Linked DNA regions of Bicyclus anynana: region 1 is linked to region 2. The links are chromatin contacts, called in public Hi-C maps. All regions are on one chromosome and are shown on one strand. Each heading gives the region's core, a stretch centred on a gene start, on an enhancer-like site or on the middle of the called end of the contact. The rest is flanking DNA. Distances are from core to core; before and after follow the strand shown. Region 1 holds the start of LOC112044315 (ETS-like protein pointed). Region 2 overlaps LOC112044315 (ETS-like protein pointed).

What was found. A called contact is a pair of places that touch in the nucleus more often than the background predicts.
Region 1: a Hi-C map of whole larva shows a contact between it and region 2, with 4 times the contacts expected there. The contact joins the promoter of LOC112044315 here to the enhancer-like site in region 2. A contact is called at or near these places in 2 of 2 Hi-C or Micro-C datasets (whole body and whole larva).

Annotation. Positions count from the first base shown.
Region 1 is chr21:4,210,939-4,215,879 of ilBicAnyn1.1, forward strand. LOC112044315 (ETS-like protein pointed) reads right to left here and starts at 2,119. Exons shown (of 10, transcript XR_008251953.1): 1 at 1,953-2,119. It overlaps LOC112044323 (exocyst complex component 5), which reads right to left. Exons shown (of 13, transcript XM_052888216.1): 13 at 3,237-3,442. The coding sequence ends at 3,347.
Region 2 is chr21:4,159,256-4,164,829 of ilBicAnyn1.1, forward strand. The region is part of intron 3 of LOC112044315 (ETS-like protein pointed); the gene reads right to left. Among protein-coding and RNA genes, the nearest start is that of LOC112044315, 51 kb to the right of the region's middle. Within about 2 kb of position 2,101, at least 8 of the 8 cell types and tissues checked have open chromatin away from gene starts, as enhancers often do.

The DNA of each region.
Region 1 (4,941 bases), core at 869-3,368, 52 kb after region 2:
GTATATTATCCACATTACGTATTGATACTATATGGATACTTTTACTTACTGTCTATTTAGAAATGCGTTAGTGAATTTATTGTATTTTTTTTTACTCTTTGACGCCCAAATTACTCAGTCATTTAAAAATTCTTTTATCAATGGAAAGCTACATTATCAGCGAGTAACATATGCCATACTTATTGTATCGCCGTATTCACACGGGAACGGGAACTGTAGAAGTAAGAACGCGGCGCGTCCGCTATCTATATTTACAAGAACTATTATAAGGTAAAGTTTGTGAGGTTGTAGGGGTCTCTGAGTCTACTGAATCGATTTTGATAATTCTCACAGCAATCGAAAGCCACGTAATTTGTGAGTGTCGTAGGCTATATATACGATGCCATTATACCCACGAAAACCGAAAATACGCGGGTGAAACAGCGGGGTGACTGCCCCTAAAATATTTTTTTTTATAAGTAGGTCCTAGACAGATTACCTACCTAACTAGATTTAGGATTGTCAAGAATAGCTATGACTTACCTATATGTTTTATAGCAAGCAAAGTTTGATGACCTTCTTAGAGCATTGATGTGCGATGTGGGATTTTAATCCTATTCGGTTAGCGAATATCAGAATATTTTAATAAATACTATGTTGTAGTGTGTGTGTGTGCGTGTGTGTTTGTGTGTCTGTGGCTGATTTGAAGGCTGCGACCACGGCTGTGAGTTATGAGTAGTTAAGCCTCCGTGGCGTAGTGGTATGCGCGATGGATTTACAAGAGGTCCTGGGTTCGATCCCTGGTTGGGCCGATTGAGGTTTTCTTAATTGATCCAGGTCTGGCTGGTGGGAGGCTTCGGCCGTGGCTAGTTACCACCCTGCCGACAAAGACGTACCGCCAAGCGATTTAGCGTTCCGGTATGATGTCGTGTACGACTTCATTCTACTCCTAAGAAGTTAGCTCGCTTCCATCTTAGATTGCATCGTCACTAACCATCCGGTGAGATTGTAGTCAAGGGCTAACTTGTGGAGAATAAAATAAAAAAAAAAGGTTCATCTTCAAGCAATGACTTAACGCAGTTATTTAGTGTCCCCTAAAGATGCTACTGTAATCAATTATTTTCAATGCTTTCATAAATGTTAAATGGCCGTGATAGCCCAGTGCAGCCCACAGCTGAGCTCAAGTCTCCTCGCAGATTGAGAGCGGTTAGACCAATAGTCCACCACGCTGGCCCAATTGGCAGACATCACACACGCAGAGAAATAAGGAAACTCTCTGGTGTGCAGGTTTCCTCACGATGTTTTCCTTCACCGTTTGAGACACGTGATATTTTAATTCCTTTAAATGCAAGTGAAAAGTTGGAGGTGCATAGCCCCGGACCGGATTCGAATCCACACCCTCCGGAATCGAAGGCAGAGCTCATAACGTTAACATTAAACGTTGATAAAAATTTACGTCGAAATACAAATTCACATAGGTACACAACACCTAGATATTACATAGAGCTATATGTACTTTGGTGCTGTACTCGAATGTATAAATCGCTATAAATTCGCAATTCGTATACACTCGTAGGTGTGGTCTGGCATTTCTCTTTGCCATGCGTTACAATTATGGTTCGGCTTGTTCAGAACCGCTTCAACTCAGGTAGTTAAGGGATAAAAACACCACTTGAAATGGAACGAACGAACGCTACCGGGCTTAGATAACGTTGGCCAGTCCACAGACGTAAACTAACCAAAATAAACACCGCAAGAGTAATAGTAAATTACAATCAGAAACACCGGTGAATCACCCGTTCTCACCTAAACCCTAATCTCCCATTCATGTCACACGTACCGATAAAAATATAAATAGTCCCAAGCCAATGAATGAACTTGAACCTATATCATATAATTTCGTCGCTCACAAATCGCGACAGTAACGCGCGTAGGCGTCGTTTGAAAATAAACATACTTTCTTAGGCACTCACCTCTCGATTTTGATTATATTATCCAGATTAGCAATATGTCACAGCACTGTTTTGGAAAAAAAATGTGTTTTTTGTTACACGGTATCCGTTTTGGTGTCACTTTGGGACGCGAGCGGACGCGACGCGAGCGTACGACCCTGCGTGCCGGTTCGGACGTTACTGACTCCACACAGACGCAAATGCGCCCGCGTCGCACGCACACTAGCGCGTTCATTCAAATGTGCATATGGTGGGGGGAACTTATGAATGGACGTAGTGGTTTCATGTACAGATATTAGTGATAACGACACTTGCAAGCATTATTCAACGCGGCTTAGATCATTTGATAGATTGTCCGTTGTCAACACTTTTGATAGATTAAAACTTTTCGCTGTGCACGCGATTTCGAACATACGATACGATTTCGTAATTTATGCATAGTTTACAATCATCAAAACAGCCTGGCAACGGTAAAAGCCTAGCATGTCATAAATTACAAATTATTTCAATTCAAATAGGATTTTATTCTCGCCAAACTTGTCCGCTTTTTAAAATCCACTTAAGCAGCGTAAGGCTGCGTTGTTTAATAAAAACACATACTTAGAAACAAAAATATATCCATATACGAGTATGTTGCAACAACGGATTTGAAGTTAAGTATATTGGCAGGTACAGGTCGCGCAATGATTTAAGAGGGATGATTATATAATGATTTATTTATTTTGCTATCATCCGCGAAAAGCTGACGAACCCATGCGACAACGTCACCCAGGTCCGACAAAATACTCTCTACGTACGTTTCACCCCGAAACCGGAGCATCCTCAGGAGATGTTGACTCTACAACGTGCAATTGTCGGCTTTTCGCGGATGATAGCAAAATAAATAAATCATTATATAATCATGATGAACTTCCGCAAAGTAACGCCTGCTTCTATCCAATATTTAAGAGGGGTGATCAAAAGTGAAAAGGATTACGCAGTTTTTCAATGATAATGTATAAATAAACAGTATTTAATATTATTGCAGTTTTTAGATAAGCTGATTTTTTGAATATATTATGAACGCATATTGATGAATGAATAGCTTATTTTCCCACATACAATTATACAAATAACACATTTATAAAAAAAATGCGTCTTGGACAAACAAACGCCTATGCACGAAGATACAGCTAAATTTGCCATTGGTTTTCAGGCACGGTCGTGCATCTCTTCATCTCTGGTGGCTTTTATAATTCGTCACCCTTTTTATAATTTAGCTATAAACATTTAATGTATATAGGAGTAAAATCATGAAAAACCAAATAAGTAAATAGAGTTTAATAAATAACGTTGAATTAACCATAAAGCAATAATAAATCACTTAGATAATAAAAGTTAGATCTATTAATACAACGTAACGTGTTAACAATAAATTATGACAGTCCCTTGAGAAAGTTCGATAACTTATGACTCTTGTAGTCGGAGCGCAGTTGGATGAAGTTGTGCAAGATTGAGTGATCCAATTCAGCCTGGAAATCAAAAACATTCATTGTCACATACTATACTCAGAGGCATAATTATCCGCCCTCTTTAATATGACGATATATTAAAGTGGGCGGATAATTGTGCCTCTGAGTATATTATACAAAAAATAAGAATTTAATGAAATTGAGTGCATTTAAACTGCTACATCATTAACAACCTGTATTCGACTCACGGTGGAACACGAGTCTCCTTTCAGATTGAGTGGTTAAGCTAATAGTCCACCACGCTGGCTCAATGCGGCTTGGCAGACATAGACACAGAGAATTAAGAAATTTTCTCACGATGTTTTACTTTATCGTTTGAGACACGTGATATTTAATTTCTTAAAATGCACATAATTGAAAAGTTGGAGGTGCATGTCCCGGACTGGAATTGAATCCACACCCTCCGGATCGAAGGCAGAGGTTTAAACTGCTTAAAAGCTATGAATTTACGTCTTGGGTGAGTGTAATTGAATTCCATCTTTTAGTAGATGTTGATCGATTTAAGGTATAACTATAAATATAAAATAATAACAATTTTTCTCTATTATTTCTGCGTGATTGAATCAGATATGTGGAGATCCGCAGAAAAACGAAAGTTACCGACATAGCTCAACAAGTTCCAAAGTGACAAATTTGAAAAGCCGATAAACGTTGAAGTCCCAAGGTGCTGGAATGACGACCCCACGCTGAAAAGCGCAGTATTCGTCGACATCCAGCGAGTTACAGGGAACTGTTGGATACAGGTGCCTCAACACCATGCTGTTTGGAAGTCCGTACAAGAGGCCATATGCAGTGGACTTCAATCAGCTGATAATGATAATGACAATGATGCTAGAAATGGTACGTTAATAATCGAACATTCCTTACTTAGAAGTTTTGAAACCATAATGTTATGAAGATCATTGCGATCGAATAAACCAATAAGCAAAATGGAGAAATCCGCTCAGCATATTTATAAAATAGTCAATAAACGTGATCTATGTGACACAGATGATTTTTATGACACAGCATTATAAAAAAATTATGCCTTCTACATACAAATCAGAGAATTGCTGTAAACAAAAAACAATACATTGTAAAACGGTTGCTCATTAAAATTTGCCTATTATGTCATAGTTTTAAAACTTAAGGGCTGATCACGAAAAAAGAACCAAGTGAATTTTATAATTGAGAGTAATTGAGTGTGAGAGTCTTAAAGCCATGTAATGTGACGTTTCATACTTTATCTAATCTCTTAATACGAAGAAGATAATTTAAAAAAATAATGTCCTCTGCAACTAAAAGAATTGATGTAAACAAAAGAAAATATTATGAAACAGTTACATAATAGGGAGTTATAAAACTCGAGAGCATTTTTTTAAGTATAAGAAGTGACTTTTATAATGGAGATTTGAGAGTTTTGTCAAGTTTTATAATGTTTCATACTCTTATCTGATAACAATACAAATTACAAGGAAAGAAAACAATAACAACATTAAAAGAAATAAGAATAAGAATAA
Region 2 (5,574 bases), core at 851-3,350:
ATATCCCATGACCCGATTCAAGATTTCAACTCAGGATTTTTTTAAAACATTCTTTTTAAAAGTTTTCACCCTAAAATTGCAGACAAGAGTGTAACTAAAAGGCATGTAACTGTAACTGTAAAATCCACTGACCCGCTGTAGGAGGTGAACAGTATTAGAGGACATCAAAGGGCAAAAATTTCCCCGTGGACGACCAGGAATCTAATTTTTCTCGGCCTTGATTCAATATTGCCTTCCGTTCGACCCTAACTCGGTTACAGTATGCTTTTTAAAACTTGTTACCGAGACATTGGCTGCTGTTTTCTGATTTTTTAATTGAATTACTAGCGGTATTCAAATAAAGGTTCTGTTATTAATAAAGCGTAACTTCATTATTTTGTTTACGGACGGGCAAAACATCAGGGAGCTTTTAATTTAAAGTGTTTTTATAATACCCAAGTAATATGCACTTAGAAGTTTAGCAATGGCTGGATATTTTTGTCCGTCTGCAAGAAGGGTTATGTTTTTTTATAAATTTTAAAGTATTTTATAACACATTCGCTCATAAAGTATCGCTTATATCACCAATTTCAATATCGTAATGTATCTCATTACGCACGTGTGCCGTAATGTAATATAAAACCTTTCTCATCCATCTAATAACGAACGGTACTTTTTTAAATCTTGGCAAAGTGTTTTTATGTCAGAAAAATGCTCAAAATTTTATGGACTCTTTGGACAAATGGGGAAATTGTTTTTGATTCTTCAAATCCACGAAATCTCATTCATTGCAGTGAAATTATAGATATTCTCTAAGTCTCTCCAAGAAATGTAACACTAATGGTATAATAATGGCGTATTGATATCCTTTTAAAAGACGTTACCTGTCGAAAGCTGAAAGAGCGTCTAATAAATAGGCTTTCTAGTGATAAAAGATTATCAAAATCGGTTCATTACAATCTAGAGACCCCCTACAATACCACAAGCTTTATAGTATTAGTATAGATTGAATAAAAACTCTGTATTTTAAAATAAGAGGTACTCAGTACCCGGACATGGTCTGAAATGAAAGAAAGAAAGAAAGAAAAATGCGTTTATTTCGAAATTATGCCACACATCACAGTATCTCCAGTACACCAGGACATCCAGGACAATATCCTGCGATGTGTAGCATAACCCAGAAAATTGCCCAGCTCAGCATAATGCTACGTGACCATTTGAATTAGGACACGTAGCGCTGGTTTTCAACTGGAACCACAGATTGGAAAATAAACAAACAGAACATACAATACATACATCTGGTCGTGGACAAAAAGGTATCCACCTCAGCACGATGCCACAGCGAGCTGTGGCGCTGGTTTTCAGGTGGAACCTTGTGTGTTCACGGACGTGTCTACGTGACGTGTCTTAACTAAAAACTTATACATGACTATATATTATACAATTTATACAAATGGGGATGATGACTAGGTTTGAATATATTGATTTTTATGATACATTCGGGTAAATAAGGCCAATGTTAACTAATTTATACAAAAAAAGCAAAGATTGTCTGGATATTTGCAAAATAAATAAGATTATAAGATTTCAAAATCTGTTAATTTTTTTATCGTAATTAGATGAAAATTCATACAGTGATAGCTTCCTTACATTAAATGTGACATTTTTTAGTAAATAAACTATAAACATAAACGCACAAATAACAAAGATATTAGTGATTTTGTTTGAACGCCCATACAAATCTAACGATCAGCGAGCCAACGACGTCACTAAATCGTGCCATTTTGTATGGAGCGTTTTTCAGGGATCCGCGGCAGCGCCGCAAATCTGACCCTTTAAATCCCTGTAGCTCCGAAAGTAATGATCGCAGATACCCTGTTCCTTTTAGAAAATTGTTTTACTATTAGTATACTCTCAATTTATATACAATTTAAAAAACTGTCATCATCCCTATTAAGTAAATGGACCATCCTTTGTGTATCAAGCATCCAACCATCGCAGGTTATCCTACAGGAGTGAGAGGAAAGCGGAACTTTCTACCCGGCGCGCTGTATAGGCACTTACACATAGATAGACGCAAGGATCAGTGGCCGGCCGGCGCACACCTGCCGTAGTTCCCACGGCTGCCTGCGCCCGCGCAGTATTCGTGACGTCACACAACGGTTCGAAGCCGACTCGTTTTTTATTGCCCCGCGAGGGTCCCGTCAGGCTGTACACTAATGTATCATAGCCTATTTTATGGAGTACTTACTAGTGACGCGCCCCGGCGTCGCACGGGCGCTTTAAGTATGCAAATATTGTAATTAGTCTATACTACAAGATGTCTTTATGGCATCCCGCGCCTCCAAATGATGCCTACCGGGACGAAACGTAAGACCCGACCCGCTGTACCTGCGCTATTTATATCTCTGATATTTTGTCTGTACTATAACATTATGTAGGTACTTAATTAGATATGTAGGTACTTTTAAATTTTTATACAAATATTGTGATTATTTTTATACAAATATTGTGATAGGTACTCAAATCTTTCTCTTGAATCACTATACAGGGTGCTGAGGAGTAATCCCCATAACTTCATGGTGTAGACGAGTCCACTTAGAGGAGCCGAACTGCATAGGTATGTAACAAATATTTTTTTTATTAAAAAATAAGAAAAGGTTAATGTTTTCATACTAAGTACCTAATTCAAATAATTCCGACTATCCATGTAACATACAAACAACAAAGTTTCATTTTGTTTTATTAATTACAATTATTACAAAAAATAATAAATAATAAAATAATTAATTTGTAAGTACCTACATAATTAGATTTAAAAAGGATCAATTCATGATTAATCAAAAATACAACGAAATTTCAAGTTAGCGGTTAGCCCAGTAATCTTTATGAAATATCGTATTTCAATTTTCGAAAGCTCTTGAAAGCTCTAACAAAGACGAGGCAGTCAACATTGATTCAAATGTTGTAATGAACGCCATCTATCGGTGACTGGTGAAACTTGGTAGTGGCGCCATCTAGAACATCGATTAAACACTACGACCGCACGGAGTGCAACGAGATTTTGTATGCGGTCAATAGATGGCGCTGCTTACACAAAATTTTAAAATATCTCATGATTTTAAGTCATTATTTTTCACATACTAGATAATAAATGAAATATAAAATCATTTTTTAATAAACTTAAAAAAAACACATTTTTACATAAATAACTAAACATTATTCTAAATTACACTATTTTTGTTTCTAAAAACACATTGTTTTAATGTTTTGGGTGAAAGTATGTGTAGATATTTAAATCGCCCAAAAAATAATTGTTTTTGTTTGACATATTATCACAATCAGTTACAATTTGAATATATTAATGTAAAATGTGTTTTTGCATCACGATCGGACGCTCATTTGCCAGCAAGTTGGCATGTTTTCAAACGTATTCGGAATATCTTTAACGAGTCAGCGGCTAATTTATTACCTGCATAATTCATATTTAGGGCACAACACTTCAAAATGATGCGCGAATTTATGAAATTACCACCGTCCAAATGTAGAAGAATCTGTTTTTGGTTTTTTATACGACTTATATATATTTTGATTCTCTAATGAATAGGAAATAATAAGCAGATGTTTACTAAACTTTAATGGTTTACCTAGGTAGGTATCTGCTATTATAAAAGAATAGTTTAGGAAAAGGAAACTCTACAGTTTAAAAAATCGGTTCGAACAAGAATAAAAGTAGTAAAAACTCGTTTATTGTTTTTTTTCGTTTCATTATCTAGGTATATATATACGATATAATGTTTTATCAGCAAAAAAGATGTTTACCTTTAAATTCTTATGTGTATAGGAAAACTTACAAAAAATAATACTGCAATATGTACCTAGGTAGGTACATACTATCGAATTGAGTCACTTGTGATATTGAAATGTTATATTGGAGTCCCGTTCTTCAAATGCTTATGAAATTATGAATATGAAATTCCTGTTAATAATTTAATAATTTTTTTAGGAGACTAATATTTTAAAGGCGAAAGTTTGTGTGTGTGTGTTTGCTTAAGTCTGTTTGTTCTTCCTTTACGCTGCGACTTTCAAACTAATTGGCTGGCTGTTTGGAATGGAAATAGATTTTACTCTGGATTAGCACGTAGGCTACTTTTCATTCCGGAAAAAATCACGCTTCCCATGGTATTTGTGATAAGTAAACAGAATTTCATGCGATCGGAGTCGCGTGCCTTCGCTAGTAGTTGATATTATATTTAGCTGTCCGTATCTCCCCGCCAATCAATTCACGATGATTCACGCCGGAGCCCTTAGAATACTTACGCGATATATGAGACGCAACACCTAAACGCAGTCTTGCCGCCTGCGTAATTTCAATTCATTTATATTCAGTCGTGCGAATTTCTAAAATCTTGTTAGTTGTCTTGTAACCCTTTTGCGGTATACTGCATGTATCTATTAGGGCTTTCATTATTCCTAGATGACCAGTTTAGTTTAATGTATTGTAGGACTTCTTGGGTAATCGGTAAGTAATTTAGTAATGTAGAGATCAAGAAACAGACTATTTCAATGCACTTTGAGGTAGTAAGTACTTCGCTCTTTATGCCCTATGTGCGCTTTCTTATTAGTGATTTTTTTTTGTCTTTATGTCTTTTAGGTAGGTACATCTTTAATCGTTAGGGGTAATTTTTGGGGAGAACTTTTATAATCGACATCTTTTATTATAATCTGTGACTGTCCCCCCAGATTCTCTAAAATCTATCCCATAATAATCCTATTCCATAATGATCCTAATCCCGTAGTTTTTGGCTGACAGCACATTATCGGTGTCAATCTTTTTTTCTTTATCGATAATTTTTACTTTTTTCCATCGTCAGCTAAAGAACGTTATAAAATATGATATTTAGACGTGCCCAAGCTTATTTATGATTTGTTTTACCTTTAGTACGGTTGAATAGCGATTAGTATGCACACAATACGGTAGCGAGCGGGTGGAGGTGACGACGAGCCCATTTGGATGCGTACACACAACGCCAGACGACACGTGCATCGTAAACTAACTCGTCATCACGATAAAATTATACTCAAATTAATAAAACCTCTTTCATAAAACGCTCTACCTGGGGTATACGCAACAAAAAGTTCGATTTTAGAGGGTAATGAATAACCATCTGTCATAAGTGTGTCCAAAATGTACGGTTTTAAATGACAATTGAATGAAATCAATGATGATGAAAAAACAGTAATTGACAAATTGTTGATTCTACAGGTCGATGCATACGTACAGTATCTACAAAACAATTAAATATGTAATTCGCTACAATTGTTATCAGTTCTTTTTTTTGCCAACTGATTTTGAATGCAATCGAATTAGTAAACTGTTTCTTCTCAGTTGATATTTACAGAGTTATTTGAGATTGATTCAATAAACAGTCATTGAATCCGATTTTCCATATTTGTGTTCAAAGTCAAAACAGTTTGAACTTGAATCGAAAGCGTTGTTAACCTTGATGCGGTATTTCAAGACAAGGTTTTCGAGCTACTCGTAGCTCTCACAAAAAGAAAACAGTAGCTTTTAGCGTAAGTTAACTGTATATT